Regions from separate parts of the Sus scrofa genome. Here regions 1, 2, 3 and 4 are each linked to region 5. The links are chromatin contacts, called in public Hi-C and promoter capture Hi-C maps. All regions are on one chromosome and are shown on one strand. The core of a region is the stretch at or near the end of the contact, and the rest is flanking DNA. Distances in the headings are between cores, read along the strand shown.

Region 1 (4,424 bases), core at 299-2,798, 110 kb after region 5:
ACATTAGTCTTTCTACTGCTTTTTGGCTTTGGCTTGAAATCCTCACTAGCCCGAGTCTTTCAAAATTACTAAAAATCCAGCATCGCCATTTGAAAGTCGTTAAGTGAGTAGGGCAGGGAGGGAGCAAAATAGGGTTCCCTGGAGAAACCAAACCAATAGGAGAGCGAGAAAGGGAAAGAAGGACAGGGAGGCTTGTCATCGTCCAGGATCGGCTCGGCGATGACGGGGGCGAGCAAGCCCGAGATGCGCAGAGTGAGTCAGCCCGCGGGACGCAGGCGGCTGAGGCTTTCCCTTTAGTCTGAGTCCAAAGGCCTGGGACCCGGGAGAGCCCGTGGAAGGGTTCCTGTCCAAAGACCAGCAGGTGTGCAGCCCAGGAAGAGCGGACGCTGCGGCCAGAGGGCTGTCGGGCGGGGGGGGGGGGTCCCTGATGTCAGCCTTTTCCTTCTTCCCAGGCCTTCACCTGACTAGAGGAAGCCCACCCACACCGGGAGGGCAGCCTGCTTTCCTCAGTCTACCATCCACTACCATCCAGACGTTAATCTCATCCAGAAACCTCCTCATAGACTCACCCAGAATACTATTTGACCAAACATCTGGGCACCCTAGGGCCCAGGCAAGTTCACATAAAATTAACCATCACGGTCAGTAAGAGGTAACCTGGTCTGAGGGAGGCAGGTGCCCACTGGGCACCCCAGGTCCCCCGGTCGAGGGCCTGGTTCCCTAGGGTCCAGTTTTGTGTTCCTGGAAAATGAGTTGCCAGGCTTATATCAAAACCCTCTTCTTGGAGTTCCCGTCCTGGCTCAGTGGTAATGATCCCGACAAGTATCCATGGGGACGAGAGTTCGATCCCTGGCCTCGCTCAGTGGGTTAAGGATCCCACGTGGCCGTGCGCTGTGGTGCAGGTTGCAGATGCAGCTTGGATCCCACATGGCTGTGGCTGTGGCTCAGATACGATCCCTAGCCTGGGAACTTCCATATGCTGCAGGTGCAGCCCTAAAAAAAAAAGACAAAACCCTCTTCTTTCCCTTCTCCAGGAGACATTCCAGTCATTGTGGGTAGGCAAATGGAAACAGGGCAAAAGCACTTTCAGGTCGCATTTCGGGACTCTTTGGATCTGGCCCTTTGCCTCAGGGGTCATCGATGTGTGAGGAAACGGGGTCACCCACTGTCTGGTTTGCCCAGGACTGAGGGGTTTCCTAGGGACAGGGGACTTTGAACGCTCAAGTTGGGACAGTCCCGGGCAACCTGTCACCTAAGGATCCCTGCCCTGCCCAAGGAGCCCAAGTGGCTCCAGGTTCTCTGTCTCCTTTGGTTTAGACACCTTGTCAGCTCTGCACCCACAAACCTGTCCCATGGTTTTGTGGCCCAGGGACTCCAAGGCCAGGGTCAGTGGCAACTTTGGACCCCAGATGTTTTCTTGGTGGCGCAGTAACAGTGGGTGCTTGGTGGCTGCTTCAAGTCACTGCTTTTGCAGCCCTTAATGTCATAACAGTACTGTCATGGGGCAAAGCCCTGCCCACAACCCAGAGCTGCGCTCAGATTATTGCCAACAGAGTGCCCTCTCCTGGGGGGACCAGGCTGTCGCCACTGTGGAGCACAGGGCGGTCAGTTCCCTGCAGGAGCAGCTTTAACAAAAGCCCTTAGAGATGGTAGAACCTGCAGGGACCCAGGCTACAGGCACATATTTCTTTTTCTTTTCTTTTCTTTTCTTTTTTCTTCATCTTTTGTCTTTTCAGGGCCGCACTCACATCATATGGAGGTTCCCAGGCTAGAGGTTTAATCAGAGCCACAGCTGCTGGCCTCCACCAGAACCACAGCGACGCCAGATCCAAGCTGTGTCTGTGACCTACACCACCGCTCACGGCAATGCCAGATCCTTAACCCACTGAGCGAGGCCAGGGCTTGAACCCGCAACCTCAAGGTTCCTAGTCGGATTCGTTTCTGCTGCGCCACGACAGGAACTCCGAGCCAGCCACATGTTTCTGCAGTGTGGTCCCTGCTCCACAGAGAGATACAGGAAGATTTGTCCCTCAGACCGGCTTCCATTCTTTTCCTTTTCTTATTGCTTTTGTAACAGCTTATTGAGGTATAATACACATACCTACAAGCCGCCCATTTAAAGTATATGACGCAACAGTTTTTGGTACATGCACAGAGTTGTACAACCAACGTCATGATCAAATTTAGAACATTCTCATCACGCCCTGTAGCCTTTAGTCATCCCCCCCTTACTTCTCCCAACTGGCACCAGAAATCAGATTACATTTTCTAGAGTTTTACAGAAATGGAATCATACAGTAGCTTTTCCTGTTTGATGGACTTCTTTGACTCGGCATCACTATTTTGAAATTAATTCATGTTACACCTGCTTTTACACCGTTCTTTCCTTTACACGGCTGAGTGGCACTCCATTGCATGGTTACGCTACAAGCTGTTTATTCAGTCACTTGATAATAGACATTCAGGGTGTTTCCAGTATTTGACTATCACAAATAAATCTGCTATAAAAATTTATGTGTTGGAGTTCCTGTTGTGACTCAGCAGGTTAAGGACCTGATGTCCCTGTGAGGATGTGGGTTTGACGCCTGCCCTTGATCAGTGGGTTAAGGATCGGGCATTGCCACAAGCTGCAGTGTAGGTTGAAGATGTGGCTAAGATCCGATGTTGCTCTGGCTGTGGCGTAGGCTGCAGTTGCACCTCCAATTTGACCCCTGGCCCTGGAATTTCCATATGTCGCAAGTGTGGCCATAAAAAGGAAAAAGTTTATGTGAAAATCCTCATCCCCCCAGCAGTCCCAGCAGACAGCCATGCCTTCTGCTTCTGCTTCACAAAGAAAACAACTGTCCATCCCTGCCTGGAATGGTCTTGGATCTGAAAACTCTGCCTTGAGCAAGCCTCCCAGGAAGGAGTATCCTTCGGGCTCCCTCTGGATGGAGAAGCACTGAGTCCTCCCACCAGAGGCAGTGACTCTAGCACAGCCCTCACCCCAAGAAGGAGGCTTGAGTCCCAGGGTCCAGGGGGCCACAGGCCCTGGCTGTGCTCAGAGACTCTGTCACAGGCTAACCCATCAGAATCCCTTTGGCTCAGCCCCCAGCAAGGAGCGGGCAGGAGCCAGCGGCAGCCATGCCATGCGACAAGCCCTGGTCAGTCTCCTTGGAGGTTTCTGGAAAGGGGTTAAAAGCTAGAGACGATGAGTGACGAGGTCCAGGGAGTCCAAAGGATAACTGCCACTCTGTCTGAGATGAGGCTGAGCTCTGACCGGGGTGTGAACCCTGAGGGCAGGGGCCACACGGTCAGGACCTGGGGCGGAAGCAAAAGGGAACCCTCCTTGGCTCAGCGGCTCCTAGCTCACTCCGGGTAAACAAGCCGAGGAAAGCCCCGGGCCCCGGGCAGGGCTGTGCCAACAAATCAAAGGTCAGCGGAGCCATAAATCAACTGTATTTACACCAAACCCATCATGAAGAGTTATTTTAAAACAGGAATTGACCAAAAAAATTCCCTGGAGCTGAATCAACTCAAAGAACACAAACAGAGAATGGGAAATGTCCATCTCCCTCCTCTCCCAGGCGGTAGGTCCCAGAGGCCTCCGCAGTGAGAGCGGCCCGCTCGCCCTGCAGTAGGTCCCTCCCAGATCTAAGTGTTCGTGCCTGGGGTGCCTTGAGACGATGGGTCTTGGCCAAACAGCCGCTGCAGCCAGCAGACAGGCGATTGTGCGGGGTGGGGGATGGTGCCTCTCAAGATCCTTCCAACTTCCTGGGGACCAGGGCCTGCCCAGGATGCTCACCAGACTGACATCAGCCTAGTGCTACCCGGCCTCTAGCCCTGGAGGATTTTCTTTTATTTAAATATGCAGGTGGGAGTTCCTGTCGTGGCGCAGCAGAAGCGATCCGACTAGGAACCATGAGGTTGCGGGTTCGATCCCTGGCCTCACTCCGTGGATTAAGGATCTGGCATTGCTGTGAGCTGTGGTGTAGGTCGCAGACGGGGCTGGGGTCTGATGTTGCTGTGGCTGTGGTGTAGGATGGCAGCTGTAGCTCTGATTGGACCCCTAGCCTGGGAACCTCCATATGCCAAGGGTGTGGCCCTGAAAAAACAGCAAAAATAATAATAATAATAATAAATAAATAAATATGCATGCATGTACAGAAGGAGGTCTGGAAGGATCTACAGCTTGGTATTATCAGATGTCAATTCAAGATGCCTGCATTTTCTGCATCTTCTATAATGAATGTGTATTTTATTATTTTTTGAAGGCAAGGAATTTTGTTTGTTTAGCAAGGAATTTTTTTTCTTTCTGTTACCAAAGTTACTAGCTGTAGAAGATTTAGAAAAGTATAGGAACCAAAGAGAGAGGGTCACCTGTAATCATAATCTCCCTGCCCAGATATATTCTCTTGATCTGTGAGTAAATTTTCTTTGGTTCT
Region 2 (4,329 bases), core at 524-3,023, 87 kb before region 5:
CTGCCATGTTATCTGAATGACAGGCGTCAGAGATGATAAACAAGTTTGTCAGCCTTTTCCTGTACACGATTAAGTATTATGTCCAGGGGCGTTCTCTTAAAAGGACACTCTTTTCTTTGCTCCAGTAAACTTGCATCATCCTAACCACACCACGGATTGTCTACTTTGTGTTGAAAACAGGGAAAGCGTGTGAAGGCTGCTCGTGAAAAATCGAGCTCCTTGGTGTCCCACCCCTAGGCTAGGATGAGAGATTTTAAAAACCTGATATGGGCTCGGAGAGAAAGAGAGTCGTATTACCACCAACAAGCAGACAAGGCAGATTCCCATGATGCCAGGCCGCTGCCGAGGGGTGGGGGGAGGAGGGGGCACTTCAGGGCATTCCTTCAAGGGATTGATTTCCTATGTGATGTCACTGCCGCCGGCCGAGGCCAGGTTGCTACTTGCCCTCCACTTCCATGGCACTGCACCTGCCCTGGGGCCCGTCACCAATGAGGCTTTGCTGAAGCTCGGGTACAATATGGGCCATGCGGGTCCTGCTTCCTAAACTGCAGTGAGAGCTGTTATCATGATGTGGACTGAATGAGACAAATGAAATGATTTTTTTTCCTCTTAGGGCTGCACCCACAGCATATGGAAGTTCCCAGGCTAGGGGCTGGATGGGAGCCACAGCTGAAGACCTACAATACAGCCACAGCAACACCGGATCCAAGTGGCATCTGAAACTCCGGATCCTTAACCCACTGAGCCAGGCCAGGGGTCGAACCCGTGTCCTCATGGATACTAGTCAGGTTCTTAACCCACTGAACCACAGTGGAAAATCCTGAAATGACTTTTTAATGTGGGATTTGCTTTCGAGTAACCTATGGGGGTAAAAATGGATGCCTCGATAATTATTATTACTGGATGATGGGCACATGGGGTTTGCTATACTCTTCTCTTTATGTGGGGTGTGTGGCTGAAACGCTTCCTAATAAAATGTTTTTTTGAAAAATCTGCTAACATGCTTGGGGCAGGAAGCAAGCATGGCCATAGTGAGAAAACACATAGAATGTCTACACTTAACCTCATTTCTCAGGAGGAAAAAAGCAAATCAGTACCTGTTATTGGCCGAAATAGCCCAACCGTTAAGCACTGTCCTATCTGATCAACCCCGTGGCAAAGCCATTAAGCCCAGCACCAATTCCGATCAAACAGCTGCAAAAACAGAGGTGGCTCCAGCCCTGAAACCTAACCTAAGGAAAATGATAATTTAATTTTTTTAAATCTCTGAAATGAATCCATTCCCCCTGCATTTACAATAACAACGTTCCACTTGAATTATGCGTCACCATGACTATTTGAATTACAAATGGATGAATTATTCATTATCTGCAATGCGGCTGAGTGTTTTGGGCCCATGTGTTGAAAGCCAGCACTAAGCTTGCCTAAGATCTGGCTGGCCAGGAGAGGGTGGCATCTGGGGACTCTGGGAAGCAGGTTGCCCTTCAGAATCCTCAGCCAGAGGGGTGGAAGAATAGAAGGGTCCATTAGGCTGGAGGCAGCCGTCAACTTTGACCTCCTCGAGCCATAAAATGTCCCCACTGTCTCCTGGCTCCCCAGCCCGTAACAGCTGCTACCCACTGGCACCACCTACATTTTAAACCAGCTGGAGACAGAGTTCTACGTGATAAGCCTGTTATATTTGCAGAGTAAGCAGGAACACCTAATGGCCTGGCCCCCTAACGATTCGGGGACTGGCCTCTGACAGGCTACAGCAGTGTGTCCTGGCAAAGCGGAGGAAAAAATAATTAAAAGAGCCTTTGTCAAAGCTCCCTCTAAATCAACCTTTTAAATGTGCTCAGTTTAAGAGTCCCAAAGTGCCAATTCAATCACACTGGCCTCTAAGAACCACAAAAACCCCCAGGATAGCCATGGCCAATTAGTTAAGCAAGAGGGGTGTGTGGGTGTGTGTGTGTGTGTGTGTGTGTGTTCAGAGAATCAACACAGATGCTGAAAGAGCCCCCTGGAGAGAGGGCAGAATAACCCCCCAATAGAACTGAACTGTTCCTTTTTTTGGTTTGAGAGGGAAACAAAGGGGAAAGGAATAGTCAGAGAGAAGATGCTAGTAAAGACTGACGCGGATAATAAAACAGAGGGGGAAAGGTTGGCACAGCGGAGACCTTTAAAAGGGTGAAACTAAAACTAGTATTCTTAACATAATCCACAAAGAAAGCAAACCATTCAGCCATCTGCGACTTAGAGTGGATGAGGCAGGGGAGCCGGCAGAGACAGATAAAGAAGAAAACACAAGAGATGCCAAAACTAAGAAGGAAGAAAAAGGGCGGTGGTGTCAGAAACCAAACACAAGAGCAAGGATGAAACTGACAACGATGCAAAGTGAAAAAACCCTGCCCTGGCCCGGTGCTTTTGCCAACAAAGAAAATGTGTGCTTTTTGTAGACAACCCAGAAAACCTGAAGAAAGGCTTGCATGTATTTTTTAAGGCAGGGGGCGGAGGGGGGGAGTGGATGGCAACAATGGGCAGCCTTCACCACCACCCTGGCACATGGTTGTTCCTCCTGAGAACTGTGGACCCACCCTGTGTGCGGGAGCCGGGCTGCCAGTACACAGAGGTGTTGTTTGGTTTCCGGGGACGCCAGGAGCCACATCAGTGCGGCACGGGCTTCATTCCATGGGGGAGACGAGAGCCTGCACAGTCAGCTGCGCCCAGAAAGGAGGCCTGGCAGTGGGTGGCTACCCAAAGGAACAGGAATCTGGGGACTTAGAGGGTGCTGTGGACAATCAGACTTGTCACCTCCGCGCAGCTGGCTCAGTAAGACTCTGGTCTGCAAATTCCGCAATTGCTGCTCTTCAGTTCCTTGTGTGCACTGCTGGGGGCCTGCTGTGTCAGCCTTGATGCCAACATCGCCCCAGTAGTTTAAGTTTTCAAGCCATCAAGCCGAAGGCTGTTGTGTTGGTTTATTTGTTCTCTTAGTGATCATGTTATCATTTGGACCCAAGTTTTAAATTTCCCCAATTCTAATTGCTAGTGGCTCAGGACATTGGTTAGTTTCAAGTTCTGAAAATATGTTTGAACGCCTCTCCCAGGAGTGGGTAAGAAGTTAAAATAACGGAAAGGCTTGGCTCCGAGTTCAGTGGAATGTCAAAAAGCCCGTGTCTGGCTTGAATGGACTTTGTGTAATGAAATCTCAGCTGCCCCCTCTGCTATTCCAGGCCAAATCCACACCGGAGGAAACTGATGAAATTCAGCAAAAGCAAGGGGATTTGAGTATGTCTTGCAACATTCTGTTGATGAGGAGAATTAATTGCAACAGGCTATTGATACGCACCAATGGAGATCTCTTCTGTTTCATGCTGCATGAACGTGGGGGATCATTCAGAAATTCATCTTCTCATGTATGTAACGACGGAGCCCCTCCCATGTGTTCGTCATGACAGGAAGAGTGATGAAACCCTCTTATCAACAATGACCTTCCCTCCCTCATCTCAGGACTGTGGAAAAGCCCAAAGTTCTGCAAGCCTGAGATGTCCTGTTCCACCCAGACATGGAAGGCGTGCTGCTTCTCAGTCTCCTACTGCCCTGCGGGACTTGAGTTGTTTCACCAAAGGGACTAAGGAATCGGTCTCGGTCCAGCTTAGGTCACTAATGTATATTGCCTAGGTCGAGTGCCTGGAGCGAGAAATAGAGTTTAAAAATAAATGTATCGGAGTTCCCATGGTGGCTCAGCAGAAACAAACCCAGCGAGTATGAGGATGCGGGTTCGATCCCTGGCCCCTGCTCAGTGGGTTAAAGAGCAGGCATTGCTGTGAGCTGCAGTGCAGGTGGCAGACATGGCTCAGATCTGGCATTGCTGTGGCTGTGGCATAGGCCAGCTGCCACAGCTCCCATTTGACCCCTAGCCTGGGAACTTTCATATGTCGCACCTGTGGCCCTAAAAAAATAATAATAAATAATAAATAAATATATCAAGTTCTCTAACTGGGGATCAGCGCCAATCTCACTCATCCGTGTGATGGCTGACTCCATTTCCTTGATGATAAGCTCATAGATGACTGAGCCAGCCATAACCCATACAGCACAAGGAAATCTGCCCTCAGAATTGACTGGGCCATCTCACCAGCCCACAAGCAAGCCGGCCTGGACAAGGCCATAAGGAAGAGCTGTGTCGTGAGCTTGAAGGTCTATTTTCGTCCTAGGAATCTGACCCCACTTTTAACACACTGGCATTCACAATAAAGGTTAGGTAATTATATTCAGTGTTTTTCTACCGTCAGGTTGATATTCTGGCAGCTCAGGGGAACTGAAAACAGACCACTTAGCTCCCTGGAG
Region 3 (3,985 bases), core at 1,320-3,819, 76 kb after region 5:
CATATGTGTTTGAAATTTTCCATGATAGAAAGAAAGAAAAGGTCCATTACTTTAAAAACTTTTCACAAAAGATAGAAGCTTGTGTGCTGGCAATTTTTGGAGAAATTAAAGAATCAGTCATGTTTGCCTTAAAGCTAAAAAAAGGGAGTTACTAGTTTCACTTAAGAATTTTCCTTAGTTCTTAAAATCAGTTCTGCTTTACAGTGCAGGGTTTTTAACTGCTAAAATGAGGTGTGGAAATCACAAGTCCTCCTTTGCAATCTGACTTCCTCTTTTTTTTAATTCCGGTGGTTACTTAGTTTCCAAATACCTCTAATAAAGAGAGTCATAATTCTAAGTACTATAGGAGATTGTCCAGAGGTAAGAAAACCATTGGAGATTTTCACGTTAAAAAAAGTTTAGGTCCTGGAGTTCCCGCCTCAATAGATTGAAGTGTTAATATAGATTGAATTTGAATGGCCTCCCTAAAAATCTTTGTTTTGTAGTTAAACAAAAAGGGTGGACAAAATTTTACTAAAAATGTGCCAGATAGGAAAGTTTTCTATCGTGAGTGAGGTCAAAATTCTAGTAAGTAGAATGAATTATCCCCAGATTAAAACAATTATTCTGTAAAATGTTTCCCAAGTATGGGGTGTGAAACAATTTTAGATGGTATAAGTCAAACTTTTAAAACTGCATTTATTTTAATGTGGTGTAGCTGATACTAGTACCAACTTGTGCTGTCAGATCCTTATTTTTCAAATATTTTTTCTTAAACCTTAGGTATTTGTTTTAAATTATTCAGTTTAAATAAAATTACTATATAAGCAGCACTCTCAAGTTGCTCATGCATATGCCAAAAATTGTGATGATGCCTAAAAATTCTGACAATGCCTGAAGTGGGAATTTTGCAATAAAATATTTAAGACTGATCAGTAAATAAAGTGCTGCTAAAGGGGTGCAAAGTGCCAGACATCACTTAATCATTTTAAATTTTTATGTTTTCGTGTATTGTATATAATAGTTTGTTGAAATAGCAGAAAAGGCATCTTGTAGTTACTAGTTCAGGGGAATAGGTGGAATTTGCAAATTAATATCCATTATTTTAACATAGTTTAGAACTACAAACGATATACCTTGACAGGAGAAGTCCAACAATGCGTGCTCCATTTACTTTAAATCTCCCCAAAATAATTTGTAGGAATACTATTATAAATTATAATGAGACCTCCCTCCCCCCAAAAAAAGTTGTTTTGTAAATTTAACTTCGTCTTAGACACAGTCATTGAGGAATGTAATTATTCTTAGATTTAAGATACTTCTGACCATTCAAACATTCTAGAACATTGGCCTCTTAAAGCTGCAGTGGCTTTATTTTTCCTAATTTATTTCATTTTTTTAAAAATTTTTTTCCTTATAGTTGATTTAAAGCTGCAGTGACTTTATAAGTAAGAAAGATTATACCTAGAGGATTCATGATTTATCTAAGATCACAGAGCAAAGAAATCAAGAGTTAGTAGGGAGTTCCCATCCTGGCTCAGTGGAAATGAATCTGACTAGTATCCATGATGACACAGGTTCAATCCCTGCCCTCACTCAATGGATTAAGGATCCAGCGTTGCCGTGAGCTGTGGTATAGGTCAGAGAAGCAGCTCGGATCCCACATTCTGTGGCTGTGGTATAGGCCAGTGGCTAGAGCTCCACTTTGAGGGGACCTCCATATGCCACGCGGCCCTAAAAAGACCAAAAAAAAGGGAGAGAGTTAGTAGCAAAGGCGCAGTTCTCACAATTCTCAACCTCGTATTCTTTCTACCGTTCCATAATAAATACAATTTTAAAATAAAATGAGAAATAGAGTATGGTAAAATTTTACACTGATTAACTTCTCCAGTGTTTATCGCTGATATTTAGTTAAATAGTAAAAAGATTTTAGAAATTAGTTCATCTTTATATCTTACTGGTGTTCAAGCTTAGATTTTTAGCAGATAGAGAACATTTAATAAAAACTTCCATTCCTGGAGTTCCCGTCGTGGCGCAGTGGTTAACGAATCCGACTAGGAACCATGAGGTTGCGGGTTCGATCCCTGCCCTTGCTCAGTGGGTTAAGGATCCGGTGTTGCCGTGAGCTGTGGTGTAGGTTGCAGACGAGGTGAGGCTCGGATCCCGCGTTGCTGTGGCTCTGGCGTAGGCCGGTGGCTACAGCTCCGATTCAACCCCTAGCCTGGGAACCTCCATATGCCGTGGGAGCGGCCCAAGAAATAGCAACAACAACAACAAAAAAGACAAAAAAAAAAAAAAACTTCCATTCCTGGTAGAAAACAGAACTACAAATACTACTTCGGTGGAACATGAGACACAATAAATGCACTTACGAGTATTGCATTGTAGTTGGACACCTTTTTGAGGTCTTGGGTGATTTTGTGGGAATCTTAGCCATTTGCTAATTGATTTCCCTTTTCTCCTGCTGCAAGTTGGGAGAGATGATGCTCTTTTCCCCTTTGAGGTGATTCTGAGCTGATTATGTCATGTCTGTGTTGCGATTTCCCAGCTAAGAAGTGCCAGCCTGATAGAGGCTGCTGAGGATCAAGCATGTGTATCCGTTTCAGCTAGAAGCTTCATTTGGTTAACAAGCTCCTTCATGCTGGGCAGTACAAAGATTGTTTCAAGTTGTCAGTAATTTATGGCTTTGTGATTTTTGCTTCTAAAATAATTCTTTTGCTTCCTTACAGATCAAAGGTCCTCCATCAAAACCCCAAAGTCTCAAGACACAGAAGATGACGAGGGGGCTCAGTGGAATTGTACTGCCTGTACTTTTTTGAACCATCCAGCCTTAATCCGTTGTGAACAGTGTGAGATGCCAAGGCATTTCTGAGCCAAGAGGCCCTGTGTCTTCTCTAAAACCACATCTGAAGTTCAAGAAACCAGTCTGTCATCAGGGGGAGAGTTTCACTGCTTAGGATTTTGTCAAATTGAAGGTGCAGCAAGATGGTGTCGTGCTAGTGTCAAACGTCAGCCCACAGAGCTAATAATACCTCAGTCTAATGTCACAGGCAGTTGAAAGTCATCACATGAAAGGGGATCTGCTGAAAGACTCGGTTGCCCGCTGCCTAACCATGTACAGTGTTACCCGCAGCCCGTTGTGGATAACTCTCAGTATATCCATGCCTGAGTGTTCCCGGTGCCTTTTCCCCTCATGTCACTACTGAATTTTGACAGGAGGAAGGAATAGACAGTAGCTTTTTTTCCTTAAAGCTTTGGTGAAACACTACAAACATGAAGAAAAGGAACAAGGTTTAACTATTTAAAAACTGTGTGCTGCCGCTTAGTGCCAATGGATAGGGGAAGAAGTTCACAAATCTGTGGTACTCTTGGCCTTTGTCTTTGTCTTCCCTGAAAATGTCTCCACTCTGTGAAGCCAGCATCTAGGGTCTAAAGATGAACAGGAAAGCAGCATGCATTGTCTGTACAAACATGGAGTGAAATATCCCCAGAGCTTTTCCTACTGTACAGATCTCTTGAGTCTGCTTTAAGTGATTTCTTTTCTTCCTTATTATTTTCTTATATTTCTATATGTATAGTGTAATAGTCTTTTGTTAACTAATTTTCTTTTTTCCTTTTAGTGATTAAGCACGATCATGTCCCTTTTTAAGCCTTACCTGAGCGAAGCAATGCCTTAAAAGAAAAAAGCATTAATGAAATGAAACCATGCACAAAATAACTTTCCTCTCCTTCCTCTGTACTTTGCCCTCATAAGTGCCGATGTTCTGTGAAGACATACGATGCTGCACAGTGAACTGCAAACAATATTACAAGACTTATGTCTGTAGGTCACACTATATACTGACCTTCTCAGTGGGTAGCACAATTCAGTATTTTATCTTCCACAAGGAAGCCTAAAACAAAAGATATTTTTAACCCACTGACAGCAACAAGGTTAAGCTTGCTTTACCTGCCGGTGTCCCACAGAACTTTCACCAGAGATTACTGTTGGGAAAGTACAGTTTCA
Region 4 (4,267 bases), core at 272-2,771, 69 kb before region 5:
AAGGACTAAATCCGATCCTTTAACCTACTGCTCTCTTCCTCGTCTTATAAGGGCACTCACTCCATTATTGGGGCCCCATACTCCTTATTTTACCTAAACTTTACTTCCCAAAGGCCTCACCTTCAAATACCATCACCTTGGGGGTTAAGCCTTCAACATAGGAATTTGGGGGGTACACAAATGTTCAATCCATAGCAGTTAGTGTGTGTTATGCCAAGGTACCTAAAGTTGTCCTTGAGTAAATAAGAAGCGAATTTCTCCCGATGAAAGTAAATTGAAGATTTAATAACATCTACAATCCCCAGCAGGAGACATTTCCTCTGGGGTTGAGCTGCCAACAAAGTTGGAGTGTCCCCAAATGAATGGTTTAAGAGAACTTCTGATGTGAAATAAACACCATTTTCTTGGGGACCATGTAACGCTTCTCTTGGGGCGAGCTTCTGGTCTGGGGCTGTTTTGCCTTGGAGAAAATGGTCTGACATTAGGATGGCCCATCTCCTCTCCAGGAGACTGTTAGACCAAGAGGAGCCATTAAATTCCTGGACAAACCATCCAAGGGTGGCCAGGTCTCTTCCTCAGGAGGAACAGCCAACTGTTAACGCTGGGAACCCAGCCCTTTCATCACTTCGTTATAAAGTGGCATTCCCAGAAATTAGAATCGGAGTCTGAAACTCCAGTAAGAACTCCACGTGTGTTTGAAGTCTAAAGAGAAGAATCAGCTGTGCCTGCTGTCGGTCTCAGAGTCTGAAATAGTTCCCTGCTGATTCATAACGTAAACATAGGGGTTAATTCCCTCCTTTCAGAAATCTGCTGGGGTGCACCCCAATTATTATTATCTGCATTCAACCATGAGAGCATGATGAGCTGAAAGGCTGCCAGCATGGCCGTTTGCCTTTCCGGATTTAAATAAATAGATCTGGCTTTGGGCAGGCTTTCCAGACTGACGTACACTCCAGACATGAGTGTTGTTTTATTAAGATATATAATGACATAAAAATATTTTTATAATCAGTATATCTTCTTCAGCTCTAAAATCCAGGACAGGGTTTTCAAGGCATCTCGTTTGCACGGATCAAGTTGACTGGTCAGAAGCACTGACGAATGTTGGAGGGGATATCATGTTTATTTATAACAGATTGATATTGTATCTAGTTTCTGTGTACTAGGAAACGGAAATAGGTTTGCGCAAACCTTTCCCCGCCCCCATAACCTAAAAGACAGGAGACACTTCATCGGAGCCCTTCTACCCTATCATGTGATGTTTTCTCTTTAAACAGAATAGGAATGATCTGTCTTTGCAACTTGTTGACTTAACCCAAGCTTTTGGCTTGACTGAAAGGGTTCCCTGAAACTAAAGGGCTGTTCTTTGAAGGGAATCTCTTCCTAACCACGTCCCTTTAAGAGTTCATTTTAAGGATCCTACCTCTCCTGATTGTTTTCACTTTGGTACACCATCAAAGGGGAGGAGTCGGTGAAAGGAAATGAAACTGAAACGTGGACCTGGGCATAGCTGATCGAAGGTTCTTCATTTAAGGGTGAGTTCCTTTTCTCTCATTATGTTGTGCACTCTGAAAACAAGCCCTTGAAATGGGGGTCACGGTCTTTAGGAGACCCCAAGAGAAATCACTCTATGCTTCTTCCCTCCGGGAGTCCCCCATCTCATTAGGCAAAACAGTCAGGCGTAGGCTCTCTTAATGGGCAACAGAATAAAACATCAGAGAAGGTAAATACACACCATGCACCGAGAAGCACACAATTTAAGTTGGAACGTGACTATATAAAGAACAATAAATGAGGCACTGTATACCCATAACGTGTGAGTACTTCCAGGTGTACCAATATGCAAACACTAGCACTGAGGCTTCCTAGAGTATTTGGAAACAGCCTAAATAAAGAAGGGTCTCTGATAGGGATTTCTCCAACCAGGGTTCTTTCCACCCATCCAGCATCAATGTAGCCTCTTCTCTAAACCTTTTTTAATGTATTAACTTGTTTCATTCTCCTAAGACCTGTGTATAGACCCAGTATGATCCCTATGTCTTAAAGCACAGAGAGATGGAGCCAGTTGCTATGTCCTGCTATAGACACTGCTTGCCTTCCCTCCCACTCATCTCCCTCGTCCGTCTGGGCACCACCTCTTCCCAGGACACGGCTTTTTGACTCCTGCCTTCTTGTTCCCTCAGCTGCCTGCACAGTGTCCTGGGTATATTTCGTCCATGATTCTCTCGATGAAAACTTCTACCCTTACCCCTCACTCTTAGACTTTGGGTAACCTGAGGGCATGAATCCTGGAGCTCCCAGTCACAGAGCTGGTGTTTGAGCTCAGGCATCCAGCTGCAGGGGCCCACCCTTCACCGAGATGCTAAGAGTTTGCCAGGCAGGTGTGAAGTGCCTTTTGTGGGAGAGGGTTCGAGTCATGGACTTTGGGAAGTGACAGAGGGAGTGCGTGACATTGGAGGGCGGGGTGCATGTCAGTGGAGCTGAAAGATTCAGCTTTCGGAAAGTGGATGGTGATTGGATGGAGTGGGCCTTTGGCTTTTCAAACCAGGCGAAGAGCCCCCTTGGCACACGTGGTGATGACCAGAGGGCTCATGGCCATCAGATCACCGTGGCGTGTTGTTTAAGTCTCCTGAACATTCACGACAGAAGAGCTTGGATGCCATTATCTCACAGCACATCACTCTAAATTGCAGTTTCGGAGTTCCCTGGGGGCCCAGAGGTTAAGAATCCACAGTTGTCACTGCTTTGATGCAGGCGCGATCCCTGGCCTGGAAACTTCCGCATGCCCAAAAAAATGTAGTTTTATATTATACTATAGGATGCGACAGCACCATGACATTTTTCTTTGTTTCTCCTTCCTTTTGCTATCTGGTTCAAATTGTTTCCTTAATGTATTTAGAAAATCAAATTTCACGTTACAGAAGTAATGCAAACTTGTCTAACTCAAGAAGAGAGCCCATAGTTACATCAATTAAAAGTTATTTCTCCTCCTAACACCCTTCCAACCTTACTTTCCTGAGGAGGTAATACTTTTATCCACGCTTGTCCAAGGAGATAACAATACCTGTGCACAAACTCGAGGCGATTGGTCGCTCCTGTGACAACTGTGCAAGCAGCACATCCTTTATTGCGTCGCTTGCTTTGCCCACTTAAGTATCCTTCACCGTCTACCCTTCAGCACGGTGTCCACACTGTTGGTACTTCACCCTTCCCTCCTGATGGATGGCTTCCAGCTTTGCAGCTCTCCAAGCAACGCTGCAACAAATCTCTCTGCATAGCCATCCCCCTTTCTTGAGCCTTTACACATTAAAAGTTATACAGTGGCCACTGAACTTTTTTTTAAATCAGTGATGTGCTCCTATCCCACAGGGAAATGACTGCCTAAAATTTGCTCCCAAAAACAAATGGCCTGTCCAGGCATAGAGAAGTAATTATGTTCCATAGTCTACTTCTGGCACGTTGTGGGAAACAGTTTCCAGTAAGTGTAAACTCACATTCTCCAGGATGATTTTTCTCAGTCTACATACCTAGTGTGCACTGCTGAAACAAAGCTTTTTATAAGACTACTCATTGGAAGTTCTTATGTTTTCTGCTTGACAACTTTTTTTGGCCACTCTCGCAGCATGCAAAAGTTCTTGGGCCAGGGACTGAACCAAACCACAGCAGTAACCAGAGCCAAGGCAGAGACAACGCCAGATCCTTAACCTGCTGAGCCACCAGGGAACTCCCAACAGCAACTTTTTAAAATAAAAGTCAGGACGTCAAAGAAGTCCCAAGTTTGACAGGTGCTCCGAGGGCATGAAGCTTGGCCAGTTTGACAAGAGCCAGCAGGCTCAAGGAAGGACCTTGCTCTCCTCTTGAAGAGCAAGGCTCTCTTTTGATTTCACCTCTCCACTATCAAGGCCTCTTCCATGTCAACAATAACAAAATTCTAAGTCTTACGTGTGACATGTAGACAGGTATTTGGACACAGAGACGACAACAATTATTTCTTATTGGCCAAAAAGTCTAAAACAAAACAGAAAGAAAGGGCCAGAGTTCTGCTTTCTCTAAGCCACTGGCTCTGCTGTCAACGCCCCCCAGTGTGGCCGACTTTCAGTTCCTTACCTCGGCAGGCTCCCCTCCCCCGCTGCTCCTACGTCCTCTCCATGCCCCTCTTACGGTCTCAGTTTAAGTCCCTCTTGCTCAGGTAAGAGCTCTCTCTCCCCGACACCCCCTGCCACTCTCATGGTAGCCTGTACTTCTCCCCCCATGAATGGAAGCTCCG
Region 5 (4,215 bases), core at 1,124-3,623:
TTGCACAATAATGCAAATATATTTAACACTGCTGAACTGTACACTTAAAGATAGTTAAGATGGTAAAATTAATGTTATGTTTTTTTACTACAAAAAAAAAAAAACATACTACCCCCTTCCAGCGTGAGAACAGTTAAACCATCCTTGAAAAATAAGCTGTAATTTTGTTATAGACTTCAAAAAAGAAAATATCTTCTCCTTTGTCCTGTGAATTATTCTTCTAGGAATCCATCTGTTCCTGTATTTTGGAAACCTCACTTTTTAGAAGGTTTTTGTTACGGCTCATTTAAAATTCCTTGTTTTATAAGCTAACTTCTTTTAAACCATAGTCCAACCTCAATAGAAATAAAACTGATTCTTCAGAAAAACAATAACCTAGATGCACCAATTTTTCTCAGTCTCTTTCTGTGGATATATATGGGAGATGTGAGAGATATGCATGTATGCATATGTGTGTATAATTTTTTTCTGATCCATCTGGGAGAAAATTGCATACATAAAATTCATTTATCCCTTAATATTTCAGTGTGTTCTCTTATGAATAAGGATATTCTCATACCTAGCTTATTCAGGAAATTGGACACGTGATACTGTACTTTAATCTACAGTTCATATTCAAGCCACATCTATGATCCCAATAATGTCCTTTATAGCGTTTTGTCTCTCCAGTAAAATATCTAGCTCAGGATCACATATTGCATTTAGTTGTAATGTCTTTAGTTTCCTTCCACCTGTAGTTTTGTTTGGTTTATATGAAATTGACAGTGTTTTAAGAACACAGGCCAGTTATTTTGTAGAATTTTCTGCTCTTTGGGTTTTCTGGATACATCATGACAAGATCCAAGTTAAAAGTTCTTCAATGTTGGTGCAAGGATGTGTTGTTATACACACCTTCTCTGTCACCTGCTAGTTCTTAGACTTGAGCTATTCACACTTATTGTATTCATAAGTTTTAAAGCATTATATTTCTATTGAAGTTATGTATCTATACATTTCATTACGTACATTTTATTTATTTTTGTCCTTTTAGGACCGCACCCGCAGCATGTGGAGGTTCCCAGGCTAGGGGTCTAATCAACTGTAGCTTCCCACCTACACCACAGCCACAGCTGCGCCAGATCCAAGCAGTGTCTGCAACCTACACCACAGCTCACAGGCAACACTGGATCCTTGACCCGCTGAGCGAGGCCAGGGATCAAACCCCCAACCTCATGGTTCCTAGTTGGATTTGTTTCTGCTGCACCACGATGGGAACTCCATCGTTACATAAATTTTAAAAATATTTTGTATAAAATACATAATTCTACCATTTCAAAAGCAATTGCTAGCTCTATATTTCATAGCGGTTTCAAAAAAGGAATGAAATTGAACAGATTCAATTTCTTTAAATTTATTTCAGTTAACAGCATGGAAGTAGTTCCTCAGAGAGGACTACTGTAAAGTATTAAGATTCAGTGATTTCCTATTACCTACCATTGATTTGAAACTAGTCTTTCCATTTTTTATATTCTAATTTACTCCTCTTAATGATATTGACAATGGAGAGAAAATACCTAAATTCTGATATAATAAGTAATAAGTGCTTTAGGCTTTAACGTGGTAAAGGTTTTGAATTGGTGATATATCCCAATATTTCAGGTATTTTTAAATGATGAGTAAGGGGAAGAGAACTGGCAAAAGCACTTTAACCTTAGAGAAGCCTGTACTTCTTAAAAGAATCTTAAAAGGGGGCGGGGGGCTCTTGCTGTAACTACAGCGCTCATACTGGAAACAGAAGAATAAAAACGGTCCTTCAGGATTTTTCTGGGGAATAAGAATTGTTTCAAGGAAAAAACTGGCAGGAATATGCACATTTTGGACAGGGACAAAAAAATGCCGTAGTGTTTTGGACAACATTAAAGCGCTAGAACGTTTAAATGAGTATCTTTCATTGTGAGAAATGTGAGTGTTAAACACGGTTTTTTCCAGGGGGAAGTTGAACAAATATATCTTTAAGAAGATAGAAACAGAAGTCTCCCCCCCGCCCCAAGTTAAAGTGCCTTTGGCTCTGCTTCTAGGACTTCTAGGAACGTGCAATTAAAATAAAATCGAAACAACAAAACCCTTGCAACATTAAGACTGGTTTTTCTTTCCAGCACTCCAGAAAACTCAGCGCCCAACACTTTTTTCCAGACGCGAAGCTGCGAGTTCTGAGGCTTCTAGGACGAGTCTCGCACACTCTGGGGACGACTCTGGTCTCCTGCAGCGGTCACCCCCGTCAGCCGGCGGCCTCCGCGCAGCCGCCTCCAAGGGGGTGTGTCCCTCCCTTAGAGCCCGCACTCCCGCCCGCGGCGCAGGCCCACCTGCCGCCCGCGGCCGCCCGGGCTCAGAGCAGGCGCGGGGCGCCGAAGCGCCGCGGCGTCCGGTCCGCCCCCCGCGCGGAGCACGAGGCCCCCGCCCCGCAGGTCCCGCCGGCCGCTTCCGGACTGGCCGAGCGGCGGGGAGCCGAGTGTCTTCCTCCTTTCGACCCAAACTGTTCTCCGCTCCCGCTGAGAGGGAAACCTGCACTTTCTCTGCACACACACACACATCCCGCCCCAAGTAACGGCGACGGGATCCAACTTAAGAAGTGAGATCCCGGGCCGTCGGCCTCGGTGCCCCTCTCGCACGGCCCGGGCGGCGGCCCGCGCCACTTCGCGCGGCCGGGCTGCGTTCTCTCTCCAGCCTTCGCTAGACGGGCGTGGAGGCTGCGAGTGTCAGGGGAGGGGTGCTGGGCGGAGAAAGAGCATCCCCGCGCCGCCGCGGCCGCCGCAGCCGTCGCCGGCCGCTCCCCCGCCGCCCGGCTGGGGGAGGCCTCGTCACAGCCGCCGCCTCAGCAGCGGCCGCAGATCTCGCGGTGTTTGCCGGCGGCCGCGCCGCCATATTGTGTGACAGTATTTTGATTTGCACTGGGCTGGCGGAGCCGCGGCCGGAGCCAGCGAGAGCTGGGGGGGTGGGGGGAGGGCAGGCGAGCGCGAGGGGGGTGGGGGCCGAGGGAGGTAGGGAGGCCGAGCGAGCTGGAGCGGAGGAGCGGGGAGCGGCGACGCCACCCAGCCATCGTTTTTGATCTGCAGCAGCCGCCGGCGGGGCGACCCAGCCCGACCCCCTCCCCTCCCCCTCAGCCACGAGCGGCGGCGGCGGCGGTGGCGGCTGGAGGGAGTTGGCGGCAGCGGCCGATCGGAGGGGCTGAGCGGGGAGGGAGGGAGGGCTGAGGTGTCCCCCTGCCGGGTGGAATCGGAGGCGGCGGCGGCGCTGGCGGCGGCTGTGGTGGTGGAGGCGGCGGCGGCGACGGTGGAGACGGCTGCCCTAGTGGGAGAGGCGGCGGCGGCCGAGGAGGAGGAGGGGCAAGCTGCGGCGGCGAAGGGTAAGCGGACAGTGCTGCCGGGCCTCGGCGGGATCCCCAGTCCTCGCTCGCCCCTCAGCTCCCCGCACCCCCCCCTTCGTCTGGAAGGGACTCTGCCGACTCGCCAGGCCTTTGCGGGGCGTCCGCTTCTTCCTCTCACTCTTCCTCCCTCCGCCTCCTTCCTTCCCCAGTGGCGAGGCGGAGAGGGAGGCCCCCCAAGTCCCCCAGACCGGGCGGGGGTGGGGAACGCCGGGCCTGGGCTCGGGGGACTAAGTGCGTAGGGGGAGGGGGCATACATTGGAATCGGGCGCCGGGGAGAACCCCGGGTGGGGGAGGGTGCCAGGGGTGGGGAGGGCCCCTGCCTTCACGGGTGCCCCCGGCCCGCCCCTCTGGCATGTGTGAGATGGGGGTGGGGGAAGGAAAACGCCTCTTGGGGAGCCGGAGCCCGAATAAAGATGATTTAGGGGCGGGGGGGGGAGCCCGAGGGAGTTACGTGGGGGTCGAGGGGAGAATGGCGTTCCCTTTCCAGTGTTGGTTTTCTGCAGCCTTCTTGAAGTGGGGAGCCAGCCCCGCTGTGAATATGTGGCCCCTATATTTCAGAGGATAATTCTAGTTTTCTGTCCGATCAACCTCAGTAAGGTTGTGGTTGTGGCAGGGAGGCGAGAGGGTCTGGGAATCGCTGAACAGGTGACAGGTGTATCTTTCCGTTGCTGATGCTGTGGGATTGCTCGGGCAGAGTAGTACACCAAAGTGTCAGAGACCGTGTGGGTTCGTATTTATGTGTTTGGCCATGTTTCATTCCATATATAGTATATTTGAGATGTTAGGTTTCCATTCTTCAAGTCAGCTTAATT

The links. Promoter capture Hi-C pulls out the DNA fragments that hold promoters and counts their contacts. Hi-C and Micro-C count contacts between places; a contact is called where the count stands out from the background.
Region 1: a contact with region 5 is called in a promoter capture Hi-C map of liver, with 3 times the contacts expected there. The contact joins the enhancer-like site here to the promoter of TAB2 in region 5. A contact is called at or near these places in 2 of 5 promoter capture datasets (both in liver), 4 of 47 Hi-C or Micro-C datasets (embryonic fibroblasts, epiblast stem cells, fetal skeletal muscle and 1 more) and 1 of 2 datasets of contacts at active chromatin or transcription factors (alveolar macrophages).
Region 2: a contact with region 5 is called in a Hi-C map of skeletal muscle, with 2.6 times the contacts expected there. The contact joins the enhancer-like site here to the promoter of TAB2 in region 5. A contact is called at or near these places in 1 of 5 promoter capture datasets (fetal skeletal muscle), 3 of 47 Hi-C or Micro-C datasets (brain and skeletal muscle) and 1 of 2 datasets of contacts at active chromatin or transcription factors (skeletal muscle).
Region 3: a Hi-C map of skeletal muscle shows a contact between it and region 5, with 2.3 times the contacts expected there. The contact joins the enhancer-like site here to the promoter of TAB2 in region 5. A contact is called at or near these places in 3 of 47 Hi-C or Micro-C datasets (blood, fetal heart ventricle and skeletal muscle) and 1 of 2 datasets of contacts at active chromatin or transcription factors (alveolar macrophages).
Region 4: a promoter capture Hi-C map of liver shows a contact between it and region 5, with 4 times the contacts expected there. The contact joins the enhancer-like site here to the promoter of TAB2 in region 5. A contact is called at or near these places in 1 of 5 promoter capture datasets (liver), 4 of 47 Hi-C or Micro-C datasets (blood, embryonic fibroblasts, liver and 1 more) and 2 of 2 datasets of contacts at active chromatin or transcription factors (alveolar macrophages and skeletal muscle).

The regions. Positions count from the first base shown.
Region 1 is chr1:16,503,040-16,507,463 of Sscrofa11.1, reverse strand. No RefSeq gene overlaps it. Among named protein-coding and RNA genes, the nearest start is that of ZC3H12D, 42 kb to the right of the region's middle. Within about 2 kb of position 1,548, at least 25 of the 83 cell types and tissues checked have an H3K27ac peak or open chromatin away from gene starts, as enhancers often do. A contact at or near this core is called in alveolar macrophages and liver, where this site is marked.
Region 2 is chr1:16,696,770-16,701,098 of Sscrofa11.1, reverse strand. No RefSeq gene overlaps it. Among named protein-coding and RNA genes, the nearest start is that of TAB2, 87 kb to the right of the region's middle. Within about 2 kb of position 1,773, at least 9 of the 83 cell types and tissues checked have an H3K27ac peak or open chromatin away from gene starts, as enhancers often do. A contact at or near this core is called in brain, fetal skeletal muscle and skeletal muscle, where this site is marked.
Region 3 is chr1:16,534,050-16,538,034 of Sscrofa11.1, reverse strand. TAB2 (TGF-beta-activated kinase 1 and MAP3K7-binding protein 2) reads left to right here. Exons shown (of 8, transcript XM_013992499.2): 8 at 2,709-3,985. The coding sequence ends at 2,851. Among named protein-coding and RNA genes, the nearest start is that of ZC3H12D, 73 kb to the right of the region's middle. Within about 2 kb of position 2,569, at least 5 of the 83 cell types and tissues checked have an H3K27ac peak or open chromatin away from gene starts, as enhancers often do. A contact at or near this core is called in skeletal muscle, where this site is marked.
Region 4 is chr1:16,678,480-16,682,746 of Sscrofa11.1, reverse strand. No RefSeq gene overlaps it. Among named protein-coding and RNA genes, the nearest start is that of TAB2, 69 kb to the right of the region's middle. Within about 2 kb of position 1,521, at least 19 of the 83 cell types and tissues checked have an H3K27ac peak or open chromatin away from gene starts, as enhancers often do. A contact at or near this core is called in alveolar macrophages, liver and skeletal muscle, where this site is marked.
Region 5 is chr1:16,610,037-16,614,251 of Sscrofa11.1, reverse strand. It overlaps TAB2 (TGF-beta-activated kinase 1 and MAP3K7-binding protein 2), which reads left to right and starts at 2,373. Exons shown (of 8, transcript XM_013992499.2): 1 at 2,373-3,382.